4 separate regions of the Sus scrofa genome follow, and regions 2, 3 and 4 are each linked to region 1. A link is a contact called in public HiChIP or PLAC-seq data. All regions are on one chromosome and are shown on one strand. The core of a region is the stretch at or near the end of the contact, and the rest is flanking DNA. Distances in the headings are between cores, read along the strand shown. Region 1 has its middle 25 kb from the start of MANSC1. Region 2 overlaps LRP6 (low-density lipoprotein receptor-related protein 6). Region 3 overlaps LRP6 (low-density lipoprotein receptor-related protein 6). Region 4 overlaps BCL2L14 (BCL2 like 14).

What was found. HiChIP or PLAC-seq counts read pairs in DNA pulled down with a chosen protein or histone mark.
Region 2: an H3K27ac HiChIP or PLAC-seq map of skeletal muscle shows a contact between it and region 1. The contact joins two enhancer-like sites. A contact is called at or near these places in 2 of 47 Hi-C or Micro-C datasets (epiblast stem cells and skeletal muscle) and 1 of 2 datasets of contacts at active chromatin or transcription factors (skeletal muscle).
Region 3: a contact with region 1 is called in an H3K27ac HiChIP or PLAC-seq map of skeletal muscle. The contact joins two enhancer-like sites. A contact is called at or near these places in 2 of 47 Hi-C or Micro-C datasets (embryonic fibroblasts and skeletal muscle) and 1 of 2 datasets of contacts at active chromatin or transcription factors (skeletal muscle).
Region 4: a contact with region 1 is called in an H3K27ac HiChIP or PLAC-seq map of skeletal muscle. The contact joins two enhancer-like sites. A contact is called at or near these places in 2 of 5 promoter capture datasets (fetal liver and liver), 27 of 47 Hi-C or Micro-C datasets (adipocytes, adipose tissue, alveolar macrophages and 14 more) and 2 of 2 datasets of contacts at active chromatin or transcription factors (alveolar macrophages and skeletal muscle).

What each region holds. Positions count from the first base shown.
Region 1 is chr5:60,105,733-60,108,432 of Sscrofa11.1, forward strand. No RefSeq gene overlaps it. Among named protein-coding and RNA genes, the nearest start is that of MANSC1, 25 kb to the left of the region's middle. Within about 2 kb of position 1,374, at least 36 of the 83 cell types and tissues checked have an H3K27ac peak or open chromatin away from gene starts, as enhancers often do. A contact at or near this core is called in skeletal muscle, where this site is marked.
Region 2 is chr5:60,240,304-60,243,003 of Sscrofa11.1, forward strand. LRP6 (low-density lipoprotein receptor-related protein 6) reads left to right here. Exons shown (of 24, transcript XM_021092344.1): 5 at 1,314-1,510. Among named protein-coding and RNA genes, the nearest start is that of LRP6, 93 kb to the left of the region's middle. Within about 2 kb of position 1,423, at least 5 of the 83 cell types and tissues checked have an H3K27ac peak or open chromatin away from gene starts, as enhancers often do. A contact at or near this core is called in skeletal muscle, where this site is marked.
Region 3 is chr5:60,272,805-60,275,504 of Sscrofa11.1, forward strand. It overlaps LRP6 (low-density lipoprotein receptor-related protein 6), which reads left to right. Exons shown (of 24, transcript XM_021092344.1): 11 at 72-298. Among named protein-coding and RNA genes, the nearest start is that of BCL2L14, 84 kb to the right of the region's middle. Within about 2 kb of position 1,412, at least 10 of the 83 cell types and tissues checked have an H3K27ac peak or open chromatin away from gene starts, as enhancers often do. A contact at or near this core is called in skeletal muscle, where this site is marked.
Region 4 is chr5:60,346,326-60,349,025 of Sscrofa11.1, forward strand. It overlaps BCL2L14 (BCL2 like 14), which reads right to left. Exons shown (of 6, transcript NM_001315668.1): 2 at 2,544-2,700. Among named protein-coding and RNA genes, the nearest start is that of BCL2L14, 10 kb to the right of the region's middle. Within about 2 kb of position 1,301, at least 5 of the 83 cell types and tissues checked have an H3K27ac peak or open chromatin away from gene starts, as enhancers often do. A contact at or near this core is called in skeletal muscle, where this site is marked.

The DNA of each region.
Region 1 (2,700 bases), core at 124-2,623:
TCTGTCGGCAAATGATGCTGTTATTTAATATTTAATGGAACTGTACATGGTGCGAAATGGATCAGTGTCCCCTACTCAATCACAACTGTTCCTCACTGGGCAGGACAGGTACAGTAGCCCACAGGCCACATGCTGCTGCCACACAGCCTGGAGAGGAATGGGGCAGCTGCATTTTTACAGCCAACCAAAGCTACAGAGAATCCTCCTGGGCCAGCCCGCCTCGGCAGGCCTTCTCATACCCAAGTCAGGTTCTGCACATCTTGGCTTTTCTTCCTATCCCCTTCAGTCAAAAGTGTCAGCAAATCTTGGAGTTCCCATTGTGGCGCAGCAGAAACGAATCCGACTAGGAACCATGAGGTTGCAGGTTCGATCCCTGGCCTCACTCAGTGGATTAAGGATCCGGCATTAACATGAGCTGTGGTGTAGATCGCAGATGCTGCTTTGCTGTGGCTGTGGCGTAGGCTGGCAACTGTAGCTCTAACTCAACCCCTAGCCTGGGAACCTCCACAGGCAGCAGGTGCTGCCTAAAAAGCAAGAAAAAAATTTTTTAAAGTTTTAAAATCATCAGCAATCAATCAGACTTCGGCAGGGGTGTGGGGTGGTGGGGACTCAAAGGTGTTTCTGTTTTGTTTTGTTCTTTTTTTTTTTTTAAAAAAAGGAAAGCCCTTGCCTTAGGAGGACTGTGTCCAGTGCGGGCAGGTAACACTAGCCCTCCTCTCACCCCACCCAGCTGCAGTGACACCACATAGTCCTGGCTGAAGTTATGACCTCTCACTCTACCCCTGGCCGAGGAGAAGAAAAGGGCACAGCTTGGAGAAAAACAAGTATCAAGGGCTGATGTGTGTGCTGAGCTCGAAAATGCTAAATGACGGTGAAAAATATTTTGGAAAAGAAACTATCTTCCAAATTGTGCTACATAGCAAAGTTAATGGAGCCCAGATGGCGTCTACTAAAACTTAGAAAAACAAACTAAAAACAATACTTTCGCGCCTGCCAGGCTGAAATGTGATCTACTTCTTAATATTCACTCAACCCAGAGGAAAATGCTTTAAAATGGTAATGGTTCCAAAAGCGCAGGCTGGGCCTCGCGCTCGGTGGATAAACAAGAGACCTCAAACACAGGGGGGTTTATGTTCTGCTCCCAGCTCCGGGCAAATCACTTCATCTCCTTGTTCCTTCTCAATTTTCTCAGCTCTGAAATGGGGAGAGCAGGACTTCACAAGGGGTTTACAAGGCATACTAAAACGACTGTAAAGCCCTTCACCAGTGTTTAATAACTGATGCTTTTTTTCATAGCTGGGCTTTATAACATCCTTCATTATTCATTCCGTGGTGTGGAAATAAACCCAGACGAGCCAAATGAGCACAGAGGCTATTTATGCGGAGCTGGCGGGGAGTGAGGGAGCCAGCCAGGATCACTTGCATTTGGCAGAGACTCAGGGCAGAGAGGAGAGTGGGGAAGCTGCTAGTGGGAAAAAAAAAGAAAAAAAAAAAAGGTGGTGGGGGGAGGCTGTGGGTGTGCCCTGATCAGAGGTTGTTGGCCTGGGGAAGGCAGAGGCAGGCTACCAAGAAGCAGGCAAGCAGGCATCCTATGTGATGGGTTCAGGGGCCATATTTGGCCTTCTGGGTTGGTCCTGGTTGGAAAGGCATTCCTGAGTTGGAAGCCAGCCCAGGGCTTTGGCGTCCTGATTTGGTCATGGCAGAAGTCGAGGGTCAGAGTTCTATCATTGTATGTATGGTTTGGCCATGGTCTGTTTGTACATTCCATCTCTCAGGGGAAAAATAAAAGGAGAGAGGGGTCTGGCCACCCCCAGAGCAAAACCAGGCACCTGCCTGGTAGCCTAGGGAATAAGTTGGACTTTTTATCCTTTTTTTTTTTTTTCTTTTTTAGGGCCACAGCTGTGGCATATGTAAGTTCTCAGGCTACGGGTGGAATCAGAGTTGTAACTGCCGGCCTACACCACAGCCACAGCAATGTGGGATCTGCAGCCTACACCGCAGCTCATTGGCATAACCCACTAATGGGGCCAGGGATCAGACACGCATCCCCACGGGTACTAGTCGGGTCCATTTCCCCTGAGCCACAATGGGAGCTCCCTGGACTTTTCATACCTTTAGACATTTAGAAGAAGCAGACTTAGAAGATAAGACGATGAACTGATAATTTTCACTCTGCAGAATCCACAGGCGCCCCACCCCACAGGACAGGCAGTCAGGACAGCTGGGTGGGTGGTGACTGTCTTCCTCCCCCCAAACACCCCAGGGGCCTGAGACAAGTCACAGAACCTCCCAGGGCTTCGGTTTCCTCGTGAACAGGCGGTGAATTCCTATCTGTCTAGTCTGTCTTATCGTTTGGTTTTGAGAATGAGTGGCTTCATGTTTGTAAAAGAACCCTATAAAGCAGGTATTTAAAACTCCATAAAGGAGGTATTTTATAAGGCATTTTAGAAGTTTGAGCAGGAAGATTGTGGCTTCGGTCTTTGAAGTTTCACCCAGTGGGCTGGAGTCTTGAACATTTTCTGCGTGTCCTGTGGGGAGACAGGCTGACTCCTGCTCAGACTCACTACCTTTCCCAGCTCTGCCTCCATTAAGGCCGCCTCAGTCCACGTCTCGGGCCTCAGTTTTCTGTCTTTATGAACAGGATCACTAGAAATTTGAGAATTTCTTTGGTCCCTGCAGGAAAGTTGCATACTTGACTTG
Region 2 (2,700 bases), core at 173-2,672, 130 kb after region 1:
ATCGAACCCTCAACCTCATGGTTGCTAGTTGGATTCGTTAACCACTGAGCCATGACGGGAACTCTGAATTTTTTTTTTAAGGGCTGCACCTGTGGCACATGATGGTTCCCAGGCTGGGGTCCAATTGGAGCTGCAGCCGCTGGCCTGTACCACAGCCACAGCAACGCCAGATCCTCAGCCCACCGAATGAGGCCAGGAATCGAGTCCACAACCCCATGGTTCCTAGTCAGACTTGTTTCCGCTGTACCACGATGGGAATGACAGGAACTTCGGGAACTCCTTGAATAGAGTATACTGGTAGTCTCTTACATACTTGAGATCATCAGACAACCTAAGGGACCTAAAAATTGGATTATCTTCCAATGTGATATTCTTTATTTCTCATTGATTGCTTACATTTTCCTCTTTCCCTCCCAGGTGAATATTTATGAAAATACTATATTTGATATTATAAAATATCAAAGCACTTATTTTTCTTGTATATTATTGTGGCTCAAATGCAATTTTCTCATTATTCAAGAATATTTACTAATTATGTAACTCTCCATGATCCTCTGCGTAGTCCATGCCTTTAGTACTCTCTACTTCCCTTTCATATAGTTAGGATTGCCTGTGAAATTTGGGCATCTGCTTTGTCTCTTGAACACATTCTGCCAGTGGTTGGGCTTCCTTTTTGCTACCTTGTGGAGATTAAATAGCCATATAGCAGCCAGCCAGCTGAGATGGTCATTTGCTGGAGTTAGACTGGAGTTTGCAGAGAGAGCTCTACCAGCATGACTTTTAAGACTCATGCATATGTTTGTACTTTCAGTTATCAAAGCCTTAAGAAGTGATGGACAAAACAGGCTCAGATTCTTTGTTCTTCCACATCAAGAAGGGAAAAACCTATTGCTGATTTAAAACTGCTTCCCAGTGCTAACTGTAAACCCTGGGGTTTTTCCTTTGCTAGCCTTTCTCTTTCTAATGACATGAATTATATGGAAGGATCGAAGATGGGAGTCCAGAGATGGGAACTGATAGCAGTGCTAATACTTGGGTCTTCACTTTGTTCGCTAGCTTGTAGTGCACCTGGGGCCTGCTGCCAGGTTAGGAACCATTCTGAAGTACTGGGTTGGGGATTTTGGACATCATGAATTCAGATAAATTTGAAATTACTCTGTCACTTATTTTTCCTAGGTATATTTGAGCATCAGATATGTGTTACGCCAAATTTGTATGTGTTAGTGTGGACTTAAAACCACTCTAATGGGCAAGATAAAGTTTTGATAAAAGACAATTTAGAAATGTTTGAGTTTTTCTCTTTGTGTTGATAGGCAGGCGGTGGTTAAAGGTTCCCTTCCACATCCTTTTGCCTTGACGTTATTTGAGGACACGTTGTACTGGACTGACTGGAATACACACTCTATTTTGGCTTGCAACAAGTACACTGGCGAAGGTCTGCGTGAAATCCACTCTAACATCTTCTCTCCCATGGATATACATGCCTTCAGCCAACAGAGACAGCCAAATGGTAAGTGATCTTGATTTTTAAATTGCAAGTTGGAATAGCTCTGTAGCACTCTAATGTCTGGCTTTAGTAAAGGGCAGGAGGAGGGAACACATATCCAGAGGTAGTAGGAAGGAATAAAAAATAGGGAAGACGTCAAAATATAATTCAGGTTAGGCAACAATCTAAACCATTTGTAGCTTGATATCTGCTACTACAAATCACCTCACCCTTTGTTTTGAGTCTAGGGTTATGGAGGTGGAGAAGAGAAAAATAAAATAAGAACTTCAGATTGCTCATATGCTAAGCTTATACACAAATGCAATTTTTTGAGTTTTTTTTTATTGTAGTCACAAATGCATTTTTCATTCATGTTGTTTCTCTCTAATGAGTGATTTTGTTCATGTGAGTATTTAAAAACAAATACCTTTCTTGAATGGAAACCTCTGTTAATATAACTAGTGAATTTAAGACCTTAAGTTGCTTAAATAAAAATACCTGTTTGTATCTTTCTGCACACATCCTCTACCTTTTTTTTCGTAGTTTTGCTTCTATTTCTGGTTATTCTTTACAATGACTTAGGCTAAGACTGCTGACAATTCTAGAATTAGGTTTAAAAAAAATACGAGAATGTTAAGCATTTGGCACTTGTGTGTAAATAAATGTCTGGCATGTGTCTGAGTATATTTCAGATTGTATTGCCTAGCCAAAAATGCAGGGGTTTTGGATTTATGCATTGCTCCTTCCATTTAGGGGGAAATAGTCAAATATTGAATGTGTCATATTGGAGTCTGGTGCTCATGAGTCCATAATAATGTTTTAAAATGATTGTGGGAGTTCCTGTTGTGGCTTAACGGTAACGAACCCAACTGGTATCCATGAGGACGCGGGTTCGATCCCTGGCCTTGCTCAGTGGGTTAAGGATCCAGTGTTGCCATGAGCTGTGGTGTAGGTCGCAGACTAGGCTTGGACCTGGCAGCATTGCTGTGGCTGTGCCGTATGTAGGTGGGCACCTACAGCTCCTGTTGGACCCCCGGCCTGGGGACTTGCATATACTGAAGGTGTGGCCCCAAAAGGACAAAAAAAATTGAAAAAATAAAAAATATGTTATTGTATTACTCATTTGTAAAACAGAAAAATTTAGTTACTTGTGTGAATTTTTTATTCTCGTTGTTGGCCCTCAGTTAAGAATTTCTCCATTTCTGTTTTTTTAA
Region 3 (2,700 bases), core at 162-2,661, 170 kb after region 1:
ACCACACATTCTTTCTGGATTGTGTTTTGTACTTAAGTCCTGTGACTTTATTGTTAATCTTATTTTCACAGACCATCAGCAGAGCCTTTATGAATGGCAGTGCACTGGAACACGTGGTAGAATTTGGCCTAGATTATCCAGAAGGCATGGCAGTAGACTGGCTTGGGAAGAACTTGTACTGGGCAGACACAGGAACAAATCGAATTGAAGTGTCAAAGTTGGATGGGCAGCACCGACAAGTTTTGGTGTGGAAAGACCTAGATAGTCCCAGAGCTCTTGCGTTGGACCCTGCTGAAGGGTAAACAGCTTCTTGTATGCATTCTTTGCAACTACATTGCACATGGACCTAGTTACGGGTTATATAGTCTTGATGTCTTAAACAATGCTTATGGGAATCTGACAGCTAAACCATAGATAGATTTTATCTTAAAACCATTAGTTGAGATTCTACTGACTTAGAATTAATATTTACTAGCTAAATTTTAATTTCGTCTTTAACATTAGATGAAGAAAGGTTAGTAAAATAGATTGATAATTAAATATTAACGATCATATTTATATACAAAGTATACAGCCTTTTTAAATGTGTCATCAAGTCTGTATTTGCTTGCACCCTCTCCCAAATTACACCAGGTTCCAAACCCACTAAAGTAAACCCACTGAAATAATGTGTGCTAAGAAATAGCTGTACTTAAAAAGCTCCATTTTAGAATATTTGTTAATTCAAAATGGACATTTAGGAGTTCCCGTCATGGCGCAGCAGAAACGAATCACTAGGAACCATGAGGTTCGGGTTTGATCCCTGACCTTGCTCCGTGGATTAAGGATCCAGCTTTGCTGTGAGCTGTGGTGTAGGTCGCAGATGCGGCTTGGATCTCATGTTGCTGTGGCTGTGCTGTAGGCCGGCAGCTATAGCTCCGATTGGACCCCTAGCCTGGGAACCTCCATATGCTGTGAGTGTAGCCCTAAAAAGACAAAACAAAACAAAAAAAGGGACATATACTTTGTTATTATTATAAGCTTGGGGAAACTTTGATATTAAACAGTTAAGTTTCTGATAAACTAGTTGTAGCATGACACGTTTTTCAGTGGTAGATGGTCCTTCTTACATGATTTAACAAGTTTTCAAAAGCCAGCAGTTAAGTAATCTGAAATTTAAAGGATAACTCCATTTTTAAAAGCCAGAGTTAACAGCGTGAACATATAAGCATATTTACCATATCTGTAATTAAAAATATTTTCCCTGAAATCAGTTGATTCCATGGTTAGCTTGTCAGCCCTGTAGTTAGAAGGCCATAGCAAAGGTAGCTTCTCTCTGCTGATGTGTTGTGATTGAGTTATGGTGATCTTTACTCTAAGCATTAGTTGCCAGACAGATAAATTTAGTAGTTGCGATTAAGGACTCTAGTTTATGTGACTGCTGGCAGCTGTGAAATTTCCCCCACAGTTGTTTCTCTTGGGCTCATGGGGTGTGCACGTGCCTCTCAGCTGACAAGTACAAATGCAAACAAAGTCCAAGACAACTTGAATTTTCAGAAAAGTGTGTTCATACATTGCTACCAGGTCAGCATCAGCTCACAAGTTGATGAGTGAAAATCTTACTTGGGTGTTTGATGAGATCTGGTACATGGAGAATTTCCCTAGTCCCAGTGTTCAGAGTGTCTGAAACTAGTACTGTACTCGTTCAGTTAAAACGGCGGTTGGCTGAGATTAGCCTCTAGATCTAGCTCCACCATATGACTGGCTTGAAAATATTAGACAAATCATTCACATTTCTCTTAGTGCTTTGGCCCCCTCTCCTATAAAAAGCCTGTGCTATAGGCTGCTCTAAGGTTAACATGAAAAACTCAAAAGGGTAAAATAAAAGCAAAAGCGTGTTCTAAAATTTCACAGAGATTGTAGGAGTGTTCACTCCCCAGCTGACACATTAAGGAGTGGTTCATTGCTCTTATACATAATATTGTTTCCTTGGACCTTGTGACCAAACACTTTTTCAAACTTTCCTTTTTAATGTCAGTTAAAGGCTGTTAATTTTTACTTTTGATGTACTACTGCAGCTTGTTTTGGGGGGAGACTTGATTACATAAATTGAAAAGTAAATTTAAAAATTAAAAAACTAGAGTTCCCGTCATGGCTCAGTGGTTAATGAATCCAACTAGGAACCATGAGGTTACAGGTTCGATCCCTGGCCTTGCTCAGTGCATTAACAATCTGGCACTGCCGTGAGCTGTGGTGTAGGTTGCAGATACAGCTCAGATCGGGTGTTGCTGTGGCTGTGGCGTAGGCCGGCGGCTACAGCTCTGATTAGACCCCTAGCCTGGGAACCTCCATATGCCGTGGGTGCCGTCCTAAAAGACCAAAAAAAAAAAAAAAAAAATTAAAAACTTAAACTACTTATATTCAGAAATACATACATTTTGTTCTGAAGTGAATCAGCTTCTGAGACCAGAGTTTTAATCCTTTGCTATCTTCTTGAGTATTAGTTTTATAAATGCAAGTGCTGCAATAAAGAAATCATTGGTTTGTTTCCAGTTTCTAGGTTTTGGATAGAACAGAGTCATTGGAAAGACTAAGAAAGCTGACTCACTTCCTTTTTAGGATATGAGAAAAAATATTTAGTTGAAGCTGCCAATATAATTTAAAAAAATATAGCTATGATTTTGCTTTACTAATTTTCTTGATTTAATGTGTCTTTTCTTT
Region 4 (2,700 bases), core at 51-2,550, 240 kb after region 1:
GCATGTTCTATTCCTGGCCTCGCTCAGGGGGTTAAGGATCTGGCATTGCTGAAAGCTGCAGCATAGACTACCGATGTGGCTCAAATCTGGTGTTGCCATGGCTGCAGTTGTAGCTCCGATTCAACACCTAGCCTGGGCACTTCCATTTACTGCAGATGTGCCATAAAAAGAACAAAAGACCCCAAACCAAAAACTAGCAAAAAACAAAAAAAACAAAACAAGACCCACAGGAGACACACAAGGACCCAGTCTCACTAGCCTGTGTGTGTATATCGGTTTCTGTGGATTGGTGAGCATAGAGTGAGGGATGCAGATGAAATATGGGCAGGAAAGACTATAAGCAAACACAGTTTGACTCAGATGAGATAGCTCTAATTAACATGACCATTTGGAATACCTTAATTTAAAAACTAGGGAAAAAAAAGATTCCCTTATTGTCAGAGCTGGCTTCATCCAAGGGGACACTGGATGGGGTTGGGGAGGGAACAAAAAGGCTGCCTGCCCATCCTTTGGAGTTTATTTTGGGGCTCATCGTGGGGTTAAGGAGAGCAAGAGAGCTGGGTTGGAAAGGCATTTGGCTTGAGGCATTTGTTTTAAAGATGAGGGGCTGGGAGTTTAGGAGAGAGTTCCATATGGTCAAGACTCCTGTTTCCTACCCAGTATGCATTTTCTTTTTCTTCCTTAGTAACAGACCCCCAAAGTGTCAGAAGCAGTGACAAAACTACATTTCCCAGCTTCCTTTGCAGGAAGGAGCAGTCACTGAGTGTAAGAAGCTGGGGTGCAGTTTTAAGAAAACTTTCCAAAAGGGAGCTGAGTTATCTAGAAAGATACCCTTTTGTCCTCCCCTTGCTTCCTCTTTCTTGAGATGTGAACCTGATGGCTGGAATCCAGCAGTCACCTTGGGATTTAAGGTGACTTTGAGGTTGGAAGCCACTAAATGAAGGATGGCAGAAGAGGAAAACCTAAAAATTATGGAACTAACTGATCGAGACTGGGCTGCCAAACTTTTTTTTTTTTTTTTTTTTTTTTTTTAATGGGAGAGAAAAATAATCTCTCTTTTAGTTAAGCTGTAGTGAATCATAGCTGTGGAGAAAAAAAAATGTTCACAAAAGAACTCACGTTGGTGTTTCTAAAATTGGTATTGACATTCATTTTTCTACATCCCAAGACCTCTCCCCTATTAGACTTTGGTCTTGAGCCATAACCTCATAGTTCTCACTTCAGCCTGGAGTCTCAGTCCTGGAAATGGCAGCACAGGCTACATTGTGACCTTTAGTTAAAAGAACCCAGGGGATGCCAACTGCTGAGCTCTGATTTATATGTGGCAAAATAGAAATAGAACATGAGGCCCTCTTGGGTCACACCCAGTATAAAACCAACCAACCATCCACGTAATTTACTGAACAAGAAAGCAAGGAGAGAGGAAGGTGAGAGGGAGGAACAACTGTACGTAAATGTTTGAAGCTAAACTTCCTTAGGAGGTAACTGTTTCTACTTTTTAAGGGATATCTATATATATAGACAGAGATCTAGAATTTTTAGAAAATAAAAAAGGTCAAATGGCAGTTCAGTATTATTGACATATGGAATGTCGTTTTTCTTAGGAAAACCAGAAGGTTAAAGTCTGTAAAATCTTCCTCTGTTTCCTGGAAAACTCCAAAGACCAGGACAAGCAGAAAGCCAATTATGTTCCTCCAACTCTTCTGTTTGCTCCAGAGCTCTGCTCTGCCCCTGCCCTCCCTCCATCAGCAGAAGGAGCCTGTTGTACCCCTGGGGGAGGAGGACTTCCCCAGATATGTCCTCCCAACTGCTGTTCTAAAATCACATTTAAAAATTGAGACATTGCTGCCACCTGTTGACTAATTACTGACAAGTTACACAGGCCAATCAGCCTTGTAGAGGGGGCTTTCTTTTAAAATCTGGACACTGGGTGTTGGAGGGCAAGAAGATGTTTATGCCAAGATGAAGGGTAACTCTGATAAAGACTTTCATGAAAATGTCTGTTCAATACAATGTGTTTTGTCCCACTGAAGGAAGATTTTGTCAAAATGCATCCCAGTTGGTTTTTTTTTAGAGTGGTTTATACTTTGAAAAGTATTTTCATATATAGCTATCTGATCTTTCCTTCTGCCTTCAGAGGTAGGGAGGGGGTGGTTTACACCAATGTACAAATGAAAATGCAGAGACTCAGGGTGGGGGGGAGTTGACTTCCTTTAGGAAGAACAGCAGCCTGAGCCCCTATCTGGGGGCTCTTTCCCTTATCTTGGTCTCTGGCACTGAGGATTAGGATTTGGGGCAGCAAGCTTAACTGTGGACACTGGAGCCAGAAAAGCAGTCCCCTTACCCTTCACTGCCACCATCTCTCTTTCTGCTCAATCTTGAGAAAAGTAGGGAAATTATATTGAATATTACCAAGTTGGGAAGCTGTGGTACTGAGTGCCCTGCCTAAGACCCCCTTACTAACTTGGGAGGAGGTGAACTCCCAGGCACACAAAGAAGGGAAAGATATGGATGCAGGAGAGAAGAAATCCCCAAAAGCCTACCTTCGTGGTCTAAGCGCTGTTCCACATTGGAGAGGGACCTTGGCCATTGCTGACTGTGAGAACCACTCTGAGTTTCCACTCTCCTCGGCCCCTCGAAACGGAACCCTGTAGGCACGCTCTGCGAATTTTCCTCCTTCTCTGCTACTCCGAAGAGTGT